Regions from separate parts of the Triticum aestivum genome. Here region 2 is linked to region 1. A link is a contact called in public Hi-C data. All regions are on one chromosome and are shown on one strand. The core of a region is the stretch at or near the end of the contact, and the rest is flanking DNA. Distances in the headings are between cores, read along the strand shown. Region 1 holds the start of LOC123046664 (putative ABC transporter C family member 15). Region 2 has its middle 50 kb from the start of LOC123046664.

Region 1 (7,353 bases), core at 3,714-6,213:
AAACATATCATAGTGGGGAGCTCTTACTTGAAACGCATAACAGATTGCTGTCACTGGAATAAAGATGGCGAAAACTGGCCACGCAACCTGTGACATAACCCCAATGGTCCCCAGAATTTGTATAACTGAAAACGCGCACCAACCAAGCTTGCTTGCTATTTCCAGATCTAAAACACTTTGGTCACTGGAGACCTGTTACAATGTACAGTTACAGTTATTAATTTTAAGGTGCGTGGGAACAAGGCAGTACAAAATGATGTGAGGAGTAATTGAACACCAACCCTGTTTAGGATCCTGCCAGTGGGCGTGGAATCAAAGAAGGACATGGGAGCTCGGAGAATGCAATGGAGCATATTCTTGAAGAACTTCTCTGCTGTTAACAGGCCAACAAGTGACACAAGTATAGACCGACCAAAAACACATAGTGCACTTCCTATAGATAGCATTATGTATACAGACAAAAGAAGGCCTAATCCAACCCTTGGAGTGGTTGCAGATGTTGGAGGACACGCCCATGCCATCCAATAGTTGCTTGCTACCTGGAATATTTGGAAGAATGACTGTGCCGCCACTATTACTGGTGCTAATGCGCCACCATGAACAGCCGTCAGGTATGCCCAGTAGACCGTCTTGCCAATTCCTCCCTTTTCTCGTTCTTCCTCTTGTGTCAGCCTTCCTTTTTCATTGACACCTTGCGAGACATCGTGTTCAGACTCTTGCTTAATTATGCCCTGAACTTGATCATCAGTGTCGTTTTCTCTCTCAAACTCATCATCACTATCTGCTAACTTTTGGCTCTCTGTTGACAAAATTCTGCTAGAACTCTCGGCATTTATAACAGAGTCAATTGCCTGACTATGGGCTCCGACTATGGCTTCAAATCCTATGTTCTGTTTAAGAAGATCATCAAATCTTCCTTTCTGCACAATCTTCCCATCCTGCATCACCTATTATTTTGTACCCGCTTTGGTTATTTTAGATATTCTTAACAACACGAACATACATGTATTATTATGAACAAAAGCATTTTTTTATATACTTACTAGTATAAGGTCTGCAGCTGGAAGAAATTCAACTTGATGGGTCACATACAATATTGTTTTGTCTTTAAGCATCCCCATCAGGCAATCCTGTATAATAATATAGTAGTTCATTCTGTTAGCATTTATGCAGACTGATGTCTCTAAACCGTTGAATATTAAGGAAAAGTAGTGATATTTATCATGTTCGAATCATATGCGACTAAATTCTAAACACGTTTATGGGTTTATGAACACTAAATAAACAAACCTTGAAAAGTTGGGCCCCAGTGTGAGCATCTACTGCACTGAAGGGGTCATCAAAGAGGTATATATCTGCATCCTCGTACACTGACCTTGCAATCTGAATCCGCTGCTTCTGTCCACCACTCATGTTAATTCCTCTTTCTCCAATCTCTGTCAAGTCACCATTTGCAAATAGCTCAAGATCTTTAGTCAATGCACAAGCTTGTATTATCTTTTGGTATTTTTCCTTGTCATATGGGTTTCCAAATAGAATGTTGTCTCTGATGTTCCCAGACAGGATCCAGGCAGTCTGAGGAACATATGCTCTGCTCCCACTGACCCTCACAGCCCCGGCTAGCTTAGGCATCTCCCCAAGTATGCATGATAGTAGACTGGATTTCCCAGAGCCGACCATTCCACAGATTGCTACTTTCATCCCTCTCTTTACTTTTAAATTTACATCTGTTATAGTTGGAGATGTGGTTTCAAGTTCCCAACTGAATGCTCCATGATCAATCTCCACATCATAGTCTGTGTCACGCCTTGGTACTTCTGTAATTGCGTCGTCTTTCAATTCTTCTTCCTGGAGGTATTGTGCTACTCGATCAGCTGAAACTTTTCCCTGGGCAAACACCGAAAGTAAATCGGGAAGTGTGAAGATTGGATCTTGTAGCATCCGGAACGTTGCAAGAGCAGACAGAACAGTACCAGCTGTTAGAGGAATCCCCATCAATATACATGTACCGAATGTTATGGAGGATATGAATGCAGGGGACCCCCAAAATATGAATGTTGTGAAAGCTGTCAACCTCACAGATTTCCACAACCAATTGTGCTCCTCCCTTCGCAAAGCTTCTAGCTTTTGAAGGTACTCTGTATCCCATGCTTGAAGTTTCAGTATTTTCATGCTTCTAAGTACTTCCGTTGTTGCCTTCATTCTGTTGTCTTTAGCAGCCATGATCTCTGATTGCAACCTTTTCTGCAGTCTGGTCAGAGGAATATTGCAAGCCATTATTGCCAGTGTTGCTGCTAAACCAGCCCATGCTCCAGCCCCTAGGTTTAGATAGAGAACATAGACTGCTAGAGAAAGCTGTATGGGTAACATCCAAATGTAGTTTGTGTACCATATAACATCGGTTATCCTCTGTATATCTACACTCATGTAGTTTATGATCTCTCCACTGGTATGCTTCTGCCTTGCACTGCAGGATAACCGGAGCCCCTTTTGATAGATGTGGGATATCAAAGCAGCTCGTAGCCGCATCCCGAGCCGTCGAGCACCAAAAATCCACTGCCTCTGAGCTACTGTCTCCACAACTTTGGCACTTAAAAATGCAGCAGCAAGAATATAACCTTTTTTCAGTCCATACTTCCTCTCTCCCCCGAGGAATCTCACCAAGTCATTAATCAGTGATGGTCCAACATAGGATGCACATGCACACAGAATTGCAAATACTGCATTAATTATTGCTTTTCTTCTAATAAATAGGAACATTGCTCTATAGATTGATAAAGTACTCAAACCATGCCTGCGTTCAACATCTGCTAGGATCCTCTTAAATGAATGAGAGAGCAAATCGGCATAGTCCCTTTCATCAATATCTGGCACATCATTCTTATCTAGAGGTTTCTTATATCCGGTAGCAAATAGAGGACCCATCCAGGAGAACGTGACGAGGTCCAGAACGCTTGCCCTGCCATACAGACATGTCCTTTTAGTTTCTGCCTGCTGCCCTGCAGATGGACTCAACAGTGGCTCTGTTATGCCGCTGTTTATTGAGGTGATTCCTGTTTTTCCTCTGACAGAAACTGCAAACAGGTAAGTGCAGATAACAAGTGTGAACAGGTCAATCAGTTCTGCAAACCCCATATATCCATGATCTGATAAGCTGAACCTGAGATCAAATATCACACTGATTATTGATTGCAGAAAGCTAAGTATCAACCATGCCCGAATAATGAGCGGATGCTTTGCAGATTTTGTCTTCTGTAGACTGAATACTGCTAGTGACAATATTACCCAGGAGAGCACCTGTATGCCTTCACCCAGAACAAAAGGTGGGTACTTGCAACCACTTATTCTTCCTTGTAACTGCAGAAAGAATATCCTCGGGACATGAGTGGCTAATATAAGCAGGCAGCAGACTTTGCTTGCTTGATATGAGAAGCCCAGCTTTATGTCTGCATTCTGTTGTTCCTGATTAGAATGCTTATTGCTTTCAGGAGTTGTGGTCTTCAACCTCTGCCTGCACCATCTGATTCTCTTGAACAGATACTGAGCCACGATGCTCGTGATAAATACAAGTTGTATCAATACAAAAGTGCTAGTCCAGAAACAAGGGGAATATACTTCTGGCCATTGTCGCAGGTATTGTGATACAATGGAACCTGCAAGGTTGTATATCAAATTTGTGTGTCAGGAATCGACAACAGAATAAGTTATCCAACTTTTATTATGAATATAACATAGTAGCTGCAGTTATGTCATGAATGTTCAAGAAAACAACAAACAACATGTTCTTTTTTACGAAAACTGGAATCCCATCCTTTTAAGGAAAACTGGAATCCCCTGAATTTGTTGATAAATTTTCTCCAAGCTAGTTCTACCAGCAACAGTGGAACCCCACAAGATTAAAAAAAACATAGTATATTCTTCTATTATTCCACTTACTTATTGACATGAATATTCCTTATTCCTTAATGTCAGTATAAATGTCATGTTAAAGGAGACTGATAGTGGCAGGGGCAAAAAGGTCTAGAAAAGATGTACTATCATCCTTGGTTTCTTTTAGAAAGTTGCATAGGAGTGTTTGTTAGTCAGAGTGATATCATGTTTTTGCAGAGATGTTAGGAGTAAAACCGAAAGCTGATATATCATTGCCCTTGACCTGACTGTTATCGCTCCAGTTTGCAAGATTTCCTTTGAGGAGCATGTTTTGAACATACAAGTTGATTGGCCCGGCCAAACATTTCTGTAGGGAGGAAATTAACTAATGCAGCGATTTTTTTCCCGGGAAGTAAAATTGAGCCTCACTTAGTTATATAAATAAATGAAGGCATTCCACAAAACCACAGGGTGCTAACTAAATTACGGGCTACAGATGCTGCCATGTTTGTATGCACATTCTTCTGCAGTTATACCCTCGTTGGAACACAAAAAACCAAACAAACAAACCCTTACTAATAAGACTCGAAATTTCTTGCAGAATCCATTGGTTTGCAGGCCCAGAAAAGCAATACCAAAGGAGCGGGGGCTGAGGAAAGCCATGCAGTGCAATCGGACTCGAGGAGAGGAGGAGAATCGGACGCATGGATGGATGAACCCGCCGTGTGCATGCAGGCGGGATGGGGAATGGATCAAGACTTACTTGGCGAATCGCCGAGCAAAGCCGCGGCGCGGAGGAGGAACATCTCGTGCGCCCTCGCGAGAGGAGGCGAGTGCAGGCTCCCTCCTCCTTCGTCCATGGCGCAGTGAGGGTCTGTGGCAAATGCGAGTGAGAGAGAGAGAGAGGGAGAGAAGGGAACGAGGGAGGGAGGGAGGGAGGGAGAGGTGGCGACGGTGATATACGGAGGAGGCGGAGAGACCCTTGGCCCTGATGGCCGCAGCTTTGGCGTGTAATGCAGAGCACGCCTCGCCGTGACAGAAAAGAAATGCGGTGCGGTTTTCACCCGGCTGCTCTGGTCTGGTGCACCATGCATAGTGGATCTGCATGCATGTCCATGTCGTATCGATTTGGTGCTTGCTTGGTAAGGAGAATCATCAATTTGGTATGGCAAACTGCTTAGGGTGCGGTGGCTATTCAACTGAATTGTGCAGATTTTAGTATATTTGTACTCTTTCCGTCCCATAACGTAAGACGTTTTTCGACACCTCAATAGTGTCACTGTACATTCCTACCGAACAGAGTTCCTTGTGATAGATGATTTGAATCAGTGTTTGGTAAAGCGAATATTATGCCTGATATAGGTACCCTTTCCACAACTCACACAAGTTATATTATCAGTAGTTCCATTCCATCCCATCCCTTGTGATTCAAGTGAAGGCGCACATCATCACTAGCTTTCCGTCCAATGCGCAGCGGCGCACTGGACGGCTAGGCAAGGTTAACGCGATCAAACGGCAGCCGTAGCCATCGCAACAGGTACGTGCAGAACAGCCTTAACCACACAAGACAAGAGACCAAGGACAGCGCTTAGATTAGTAGTGATGACACACAAATCGCCCCTATATATTCCCCGTCGCTGCTGCTCTCCTTGTTTTGATCCGGCAGCACGGCCGCATATGCTATGGATCGACGCGCGAAACGGCAACGGCGCCAGAAAATCTGAGCACGGAAGTACATTTATATTTGTCTGGAGTGCTCACGGGAGAGAAGGACCTCACGTGGTGCCGTGCCGTGCAGTCGCGGCGAAAAGCTATGCCGGTTTTGTTATAACTCGCCTGCATCATATGGCATGGCCGCCGTGCAGAGGTAGCTAGAGGCCGGAGAGTGCGACGAAACTTGAGCAGAGAAAGGGTTGGCTTCAAAATTAATTAACCAATCAGATAGAAAAGGTTGCGCATCAAATACTATAAATATACTCAATCCAACCACATGCTGCTCCACGCCGTCACCTAACAACGCAAACGTATGGCGCGCCAAGCTGCGGCAAGTGGTAAATGACGAGGTCTTGGCCGTGACCGGTCGACTCGGATTCTTAAAGCGGAACCGAGCGAGGGAGGGCTTTACCGCCGGTGCTACGCGTGCCAGACAAGCGGGTGGAAACGAACGTGAATGCTACGTGGCAGGTTATATGCGACGCAGGATGGCGACGGCGCACTAGCGAGCATGGCAAAGCTGCGTGGGCTCGGCCAGGCTTTACGCCGTCGTCGTCGTTTTCTATTCCGCGTGGCCGACGGACCGGCCGGCCATCCGACGTGCTCGCGCTGGATGGATGGTCACGTCTGCTCTATGCAGAAGGAAGCCACGGCGAAAAGGGGGACACGGCCGAGTGGTAGGGTTGGAAGCGGCGGACCACTTGATCGGAGTAGAAACCGAGGCTCGAACGCAACACAACGGGCGGGCGCGCGGAGGGAAGGTGACGGTCGATGCCGTGCCAGAGAGCATAGCAACGGCATGCACCAGCACATGCGCCTGGTTTGGCCTAAGCCGTGATGCCGATCGGTTCGCTGCAGCGCCATTGTCAGTGCACGTCCGGCCGGTAATGCATGCTGTCACTGCTCGCTCAGCTCTTGTTTCATGTCCTGTGGGCGCTAGCCGCTAGCTCCAGTCCAGTCGACCGATCGCTCGCAGCCTCGTGACATCGCTGACGCCGATCGACCCAGGCCGGACGCCGATCGCGGCACGTACGTAATACAACCCGTTTCATTGGTTAATGATGACAAGCGCAAGCTCCATCGGCGCAACCATAACATACCCCCAAAGTCCCACTTCCATGACCGCTACTACGTCGCACCTTAATTAGGTCGTTTTGTCTTCCATTTAAATGAACTCCCGCTGTCGGCAAACTATGGCATGAGACGAGGGCAACTCCAACGCACGACCTCAAATCATCCGGCCGCGTTCGTTTCGAGACCTTTTACAGCATATCAAGTTATTTTGAACCGTTTATTTTTTCAATCCAACGTACCAGATCAAGCAATAAAAGAATTCTGGTAGTATATTCATGATTTAGGGGCACTTTGGTTTTGTTTTTTTTTTTGCGGAGGAGGGCACTTTGGGTAGTTCACTATTATAAATCTTACAACCGTTCCTCTAAAAGCAAGCCGACGAGTAGATTCCAATGTCAGGATCGATCCAACCATTCCTTGAAATCTTGAATCGCTTCCATACCTGTTGGGCGTTGGCGCGCTGCTCACTGCCACAAATTCTTAACGGGAGCTTCACGGCCGCTGTTAGGCATCAGGTCGATCTCCTCAAAACTTCGAGTCCTCGAGCAAGCCCAAGGCTGCTTCAAATCCCGAAGCAATTAGAAGATCAAGCTAGCCAAAACGATGCAGATCCCAACCATACTTAGAAATCAATTAGCGTCTGAATCAGTACCGGAGTACTTGTGACATTAGCAATCAATCAAATACGTTTGTCAA
Region 2 (7,353 bases), core at 2,608-5,107, 51 kb after region 1:
TATCTTATATGGGCGTTTTTTCTAAGTTAGAACTCTCGTTCTTTTGATGACTTTGCAGGATCGAGTTGTAATCTTAAACTCTATGGTGGCTTGATACTTTTCTTGTGTTCTTCTGCATGCTTATTCCTCATTAATGTTAATGCACGCATGCTGAATTACATCAGTCACCATATTTCATCATGCATTTCAAATTCTTCATATTATATTGTCAAATGCGTGTATGAATTACAAGATATAGGGGGAGTTCTCCATGATTATACTCTTCAAGTGTGCATTGCTTCAAAAGCAAATTCCTCACTATGCACATCTTCAGGGGAGTTCTTCTATATCTTGCAATCAAATTCCACAATATCAGCATTTACACTTCATATGTTTATCCCGTTGAAAACTTAACCTATATTGTCATCAACCACCAAAAAGGGGGAGATTTTAAGTGCATCTAGTGCCCCTTAGTGATTTTGGTGTATTGAAGACTTATAGGTTAAGGGACTGATGCGTTTGTGAGTGTACACAGGTCTATAAGTCTATGAGGAGTTTGATATTTACAGAGAAAGTCGACCCCCAAAAATGAAGTTCTTCAACTGAAGACTTTGGATTTTTGAAGACTTTATGAAGACTTTGAAAGTGAAGAAATTGGTGTGACCTTGAAGACTTGGCAATCATTCAAGGAACATGAAGCGTGAAGACTTTTGTTTTCGTAGTTTCATTTTCTCTTTCTTGAGTCATAGGAAACACCGTACTGTTAAAGGGGGTCGAGGAAATACTAAGGAAAAATTTCCATGTGATGCTCAACTCAATATCCTACACCTACCAATCCCTTCGAGTGAAGCCATTGGAAATCTCATACAGTTCAGTCAATTTCTTCAATAACAGAGACAAAGTTCTTCTGGTTGCTGAGGAATTTGTTCTGACTGAGGAGTTAGGAATTCGCTAGTGCGGATTGCCTACACAGTGAGGAACATGATAGCCCTGAGGAATTTGAGAGTCAAAATTTTGACCGTTGTTGTGCTATGCGCCAGCTGTCCCAAAATATCTACCCACCTAACAGTCATATCATTGAAGGGCATTTATGCCTTATCATGTCGGGCTGCTCCCCAGCTATAAATAGCTGCCCCCTACAACCACTAGCTGGTTGGCTGCTCCGAGAGAAACTGACACTTGTCATTTGAGAGCATCCCATCCTCCGAGGATTTTGAGCGAAAATCATCAAGTGAGGAAAACCCAAACCCAAACACCTTCAAACCCAAAGTGATTGAGCATCATTGAAGAGATTGATCCTGCGTGGATCCGACGCTTGTTACCTTTGAAGACTATGCTTCTTCCAGACGGTTAGGCGTCAAGGTTTAGAGCATCCAAGAGGAATTGTGGATTGCCGAGTGACCGAGTTTGTGAAAGTTCGGAAGTCACCTGAAGACTTACCACGAGTGATTGGGTGAGGTCTGTGTGACTTTAGCTCAAGGAGAATATGATGAGGACTGTGTGTGCAGGACTGTGTGTCCTCGAGTTTAAATACTCAGCCGCTCCAACCAGATGTACAACTGAGACAGCAGTTGGAACTGGTCTACCAAATCTTTGTCTTCACCAAGCTTACTGGTTCTATTTCCTCAACTCTTTCATTTCCTCAATTCTGTTGTGAGTGCTTGTTCATATCTGTTTGAAGACTTTGACTGAAGACTTTCTCAATTTCCTCAGTTCAATTTCTTTAGTCTATTTGTCTTCATCGTGTGTTATCCTGTGCTTACTCTTTCTATACTTTATGCTTGTCTTCATTTCATCATGATGACTATGCTTGTGTTCTACCATGTTTACTTTTGAGTACTTATTCCGCTGCAAGTAGTTCTTCATTTAGGAATTTCCTCACCAGCAAATTCCTCAGTGAAGAATTCATAAAAATCGCCTATTCACCCCTCTCTAGTCGATATAACGCACTTTCAGCCAACAGCAACGCTGCCGGTCGATGACCCCTTCTACAATCAGTTCATGGAGGATGTGATCTACAACGGTGGCATGGCCCTGCCTACGATCCCGAGGAGACCCAAAGTCAGGATGGCCGCGCCCAATACGTTGCCGATGAAGAGGCCGACGACCGTGCTGACTACGACCATGGTGACTCGTGGCATGAAGACAATGACATCTATTGCGAAGGTGATGGTGATGAATAAGAAGGCAATGACATTGATATTAGTGGCGAGCCATTATTCATCGATGAGCTCACCCGAAGTGCGAAAGCACAAAAGTGGAGGAAAAGCATTCGCACAGGTTCATATACACAAGAGGAGGACAAGTTGATTTGCCAATGTTGGATAGAGATTAGCTAAGATCCGAGGACGGGCGCGCAACAAAAGGGCCTAGTTTTTTGGACGAGAGTCCACAAAACTTTCCATGAAAGGAAGATGTTTGAGACCTACCAAATTACAAGCAACCGTGGCATCACCTCGATTCAAAAGAGGTGGTTGTTCATCCAACAAGAGTGCAACAAGTATTGCGCCGCATTTGAGAGCGTTGAAGCACGACCCGTGAGTGATCTCGGCGTTGGGGACATGGTATGCTCTCCTCATCCTAGTCCTTTCCTTGCTACGGCCATGAGACTTCGGCCTTGTATATGTTTGCATGTCCGGTTCTTGTTGATCATGTGGTGTAGGCATTTCAATGTTTGGAAGCATTCAAGGCTCGACGTAATGACAAGCCATTCACCCTTACGCATTGTTGGACGATCATCAACAATTGTCCTAAGTTCATGGATCAATACCGTGAACTTCAAAGGAAAAGAGGCAAGAAGACGACCAAGTTCGCCGGAGGTGAAGATGGCGAGGCGTTGAAGAGGCCGAGGGGCAAGAACAACTCCAAGGTGGACGACATACGTGATGCCTCATCCATGGCCCTGCATGAGACTTTGCATGGCATGATGTCTCAAAAGGATGTGAGGGACGAGAAGAAGTGGCAAAGCAAGGACGAGCAAACGAAGCAATACCTAGAGCTTCAAAGGAAGAAGCTTGAGATGGAGGAGGCGGCCAAGAAGAGGAAGATCGACATGGAGGAGGCGTCCCGGCAAAGGCAGCTCAACATCGAGGCCACCAATGTCAAGGCCAGGCAGAGGCAGCTCGACATCGAGGCCACCAATGCCGCAACCAAAGTAAAGGAGGTGGCCCTTGCAATCATTAGCATGGACTTGACCAAGGTGAGCGAGAAGACGAGGAGCTGGTTTGAGGCCAGGCAGAAGGAGATGTTCGGCGCCGACGGCCTAAACTAGGTCGTCCGATCGGCCGTGACCGTTCTTTTTGGAGGCTGGCATGGGTGTCGCCTGCTAGGCCGTTGGCTGTGTGCCGGTGAGAAACAGATTCATTTTGAAGGCTGTCTGTGTTGCCGGCGAATAAAACTATTCATTTTGCCGGCAAGGACATGCAGGCCGTTGGCTCTGTTGCCGGCGTGAACTAGGGCCGCTGATATTTGAAATGTTGTTCTCTTTTTAATATGGAGGCGGACAAGATGAGGCCAAAGGATGCGGCCGCGCGCTGGGCGCACGACCACCGCATTACAGAACAGGCCCGGACATGACTCATCGCCCTATCCAAACGGACAGAATCCGGGCAAAGCGGATGTCTGTTTGGGGTCGCGCAATGGAGTTGGCCTTAGGCTCGGTGTAGTGTCGTCTGCATAGCAGTTTCGGGGTTGAGTTGGCCTGAGATGATCCCGCGGCGTGGGCGCGATATACCTGACAACGGAAATACTGTACACACGATGGTTGGCGGACGCTGCATGCACGACACTCATTATCGACGGCTGCAACCCACTGAACAAAAGGAATACATGGCTGCAATATTTTGTCGTGCAGGAATCGGCCGCCAACCATCGTCCATGTAGCAGTGCTCACCTGACAACGACCTGGCCAAACGAAGCGACGGCGCATATGCATGCACCCATCAGTGTCACCGCCCAAACTTTATGCAGCTAGGCATGGGCCGGCTAGCATGCGACAACAGATAACTGCACTGCAGATCGCACCGTACGATACGTACGTACGTACACGTGCGTCTCTCTGCGTGTACGAGTATGCTTCACGTCGTGACAAACGAGTGTCCTATACCGAAAATCCATAGGAGTGCTCGTCCTCGCTGCACATGTTATCGTTGCGCGCTCGTTCTCGTTGGGATGGGAGACTGGGCTCGCATTGAACGTGGTATAATGCTGTACGCAACGCCATACATATTAAGGACTCTGGTCCGGACCCACGGCACAGTAAGCGCCGTTCCTTCTCGCCGTGAAAACGACGTCTGCATAAAATCTGTACTCACGGCCCATTAGATGGCATACGTTATGATTTTTTTTTGACATGCATACGTTCTCTTTTTTTTCTTTTGACATGCATACGTTCTGAACGAACCTTAATGCTAGAAGGTGTGATTCTCAAAAAAAAAAACTAGAAGAGGTGCTGGGTTCGATTCTTGAGAGTGGCAATCTGGCAATTCTTTTTTTTTCTTTGTTTTTCCCCAATAACAAAGAGCATCTAATTAATATTGGATATGGATTATTGTCGGAAGAAAACATGTTTTTACTTTAGCGTACATAACTGAAAATACATATTTTGTGATGTAAATCCCATCTTTGCTTTACCGTACATAAATTAGAAAGTAAAAGCAGTATTAATCCACATAGCTTTTTTTTAATGTATTTTATCCACTTTGCTTCGACTCACTGCAAAAAAAAATTAACCACACAAGTGCTACTACACATGAAACTCATGTTGCAACCCTAATTATACATGAGGTAACGGTCAGTGCCAAAATCAGCCAAGATCATAGTTTTTTTTTTCTTTTTATTTTGCTGATTTGAAAATTTGAAGAGATAGAGGAAACCATAAACTGAATCCATGGTCTGTTTGCACATTTGTGTTTTGTTGCATTGGCCAGGTGATAGCTACCATGTTTTTTTTCCTTTCATAAATTCGGTTCCTGTTTCAAGTTACTCTACATTGTTAATAACCTGGAGGAAGAGCTTTCCTTTGTAGCCATTAATCTTTCCTGAATGAATTAATTGGTTGCGTACTTTTCAAGAAGTATATGTTATAGGACCAGCAGCATATATATGCATAGGCCAATGGTAGTCAGTTACAAACTCACAAATAAGCAAAATATGTGTTTTTAACAATAGTCCTTAGCCAATATGTGACGGCCTCCCACGGCCAGAGGCAGACGACAAAGAGAAGGATGTGGAGCATGGACATCCATATGTCCAACAAAGTCGTGTAGACTAGGATAGTTTTACTTTTTGTTATGTAAAAAAATCCATGTCCCCGTAAATTCCGTCCAAATATTAAAGGATAAGTATATTTTTCGTCCTTGAACTCTTTGGAGAGTTTAGAAATCGTCTCTCAACTCTAAACCGGAGAGTTTTCGTCCCTCAACTATCAAAACCGGATAGTTTTCGTCCCTCGTGCCGCTTCGGGCGGTTCTAGTCTGGGATGAACACTAAATCGGTGAACAGTAAAATCGAAAAAAATAGCAACAAAATAAAAAAATATAAAATTTTATAGCATCGAAGATTCTTTGGTGCGCAAGACACGTGCAAATTTTGTGGTGCTCCGACATTCGAGCAGCTCGTGGCAAACAAAAAACTATAAATATGTACGTCAGTGAACAGTAAATTCAAAACAAAATAGCAAAAAAATTCAAAACAATATGAGTTTTTTTGGCATCAAAGAGGCTTGGGTGCGCAACGTGCGTGCAAATTTTCGTGGTGTTTGGGCATTGTACGAACTCGTGACAAAAAAATAAAATTTGGCTCAAATTTTTTTAAAGTTCGCTATTTTTTTTTTGGCTAGAGCTCCTCGTATGTCATTTGATCACGAATTTTTGCACGCATCTTGCGTACCTGAGCATCTTTGATGCCAAAAAGTTTCATGTTTTTTGCTATGTTTTTGAATTTAATATTCACCGATGTACATATTTACAGTTTTTTGTTTCCCACGAGCTGCTCGAATGTCGAAATAACACGAAATTTTGCACGGGTCTTGGGCACCAGAGTATTAGATGCTGTAAAATTTCAGTTTTTTTTGCTAATTTTTTCGATTTTACTGTTCACCGATTTACTGTTCATCCCGGACTAAAACCGCCCGAAGCGGCATGAGGGACAAAAACTATCCGGTTTTGATAGTTGAGGGACAAAAACTCTCCTGTTTAAAGTTGAGGGACGATTTCTAAACTCTTGGAAGAGTTCGAGGACGAAAAAATATACTTATCCCAAATATTAATGAAAAATTTGATGTATACTTCAGTTTCGTCAGTTTTGTTAAATTTCCATTTCAGATATGGTCGAACTTTGATGCACAAGATTGAATGGCCGGTTGCCGTATCCAAGCCCCGCTTACGCTTCCACAGACGTTTGGTGTGTTCGTTTTGATCTATGCCGTTGGAGATATCCTTAAGCTACCAACAGGCATGCAGACGGCTGATATTAGCTAGCTGATACAGGTAGTTGTTTGCAACATCAACGTAGTCAGCGAGCATGACACATATCCTATCGCCATTGACTCTGTGGGTAGCTCGTCCACCCAACCATCGCAGATGGCAGCGAAAAATGTCAGATCATGATTTTTTTTCAAATGTGGATTATTTCATGCTAAACTCATCAATCAAAGTCAAAAGAGTGATTTTGGCCCGTGAGCAGATTCAATGCCCGGGTTCATACAGATAAGTCATACAGCCAGTACTGGTTCTATCGCAACTTGAGGGTCGCTTGGGATCTAGCTCAGGAAGTGAAAATCCGTCCGCTTGAGGATAATCTGTACACGCTAAAGTTCTCATGTCTCGGAGACTGGGAACGGGTCATGGAGGAGGGACCATGGACATCCAAGGGCAAGGCGGTGGTTATAGCCCCATACGATGGATATACAAGACCGTCCTCAATTGTTCTGAACAAGATAGATATTTGGATGCAGATTCATGATCTGCCTGACGGTTTTTTTCCCAAGATCAAGGCGTTATCTGCAACAGTGGGCGAGTTTATATATGCTGAGCCAAAGTCGCATGATTTTGAAGGTAATTTTTACCGGGTTCGAGTAAAGATTGATGTTACAAAGCCTCTAAAAAATGCGGTGTCGCTCGTTGTAAGACAGAAGAGGGAGATTTTCAGGGTTAAGTATGAGAGGTTGCCGGATTGGTGCGCGGTCTGTGGCCATCTAGGTCATCTGTTCAAGGAGTGTGGGGACGGTGTTCACCCTCCAAAAGCTCTGGTCTTCAAAGACCTCAGAGCTACATGGTTTCGTGGAGCTGGACCTGGTCCGGCTGGTGGACGAGGTAGGGGCAGAGGTCAAGGAAGTGGAGGAGGCCGCTCTGGGCGTGGTTCCGGGCGCAGAAG

The links. Hi-C and Micro-C count contacts between places; a contact is called where the count stands out from the background.
Region 2: a contact with region 1 is called in a Hi-C map of leaf, with 3 times the contacts expected there. The contact joins the enhancer-like site here to the promoter of LOC123046664 in region 1. A contact is called at or near these places in 2 of 5 Hi-C or Micro-C datasets (both in leaf).

Annotation. Positions count from the first base shown.
Region 1 is chr2B:677,438,286-677,445,638 of IWGSC CS RefSeq v2.1, forward strand. It overlaps LOC123046664 (putative ABC transporter C family member 15), which reads right to left and starts at 4,964. Exons shown (of 11, transcript XM_044470068.1): 1 at 4,634-4,964; 2 at 1,291-3,653; 3 at 1,044-1,130; 4 at 282-947; 5 at 28-192. The coding sequence starts at 4,964. LOC123046665 (a long non-coding RNA gene) reads left to right here and starts at 3,094. Exons shown (of 3, transcript XR_006422499.1): 1 at 3,094-3,323; 2 at 3,489-3,633; 3 at 4,472-4,638.
Region 2 is chr2B:677,489,969-677,497,321 of IWGSC CS RefSeq v2.1, forward strand. No RefSeq gene overlaps it. Among protein-coding and RNA genes, the nearest start is that of LOC123046664, 50 kb to the left of the region's middle. Within about 2 kb of position 3,858, at least 7 of the 8 cell types and tissues checked have an H3K27ac peak or open chromatin away from gene starts, as enhancers often do. A contact at or near this core is called in leaf, where this site is marked.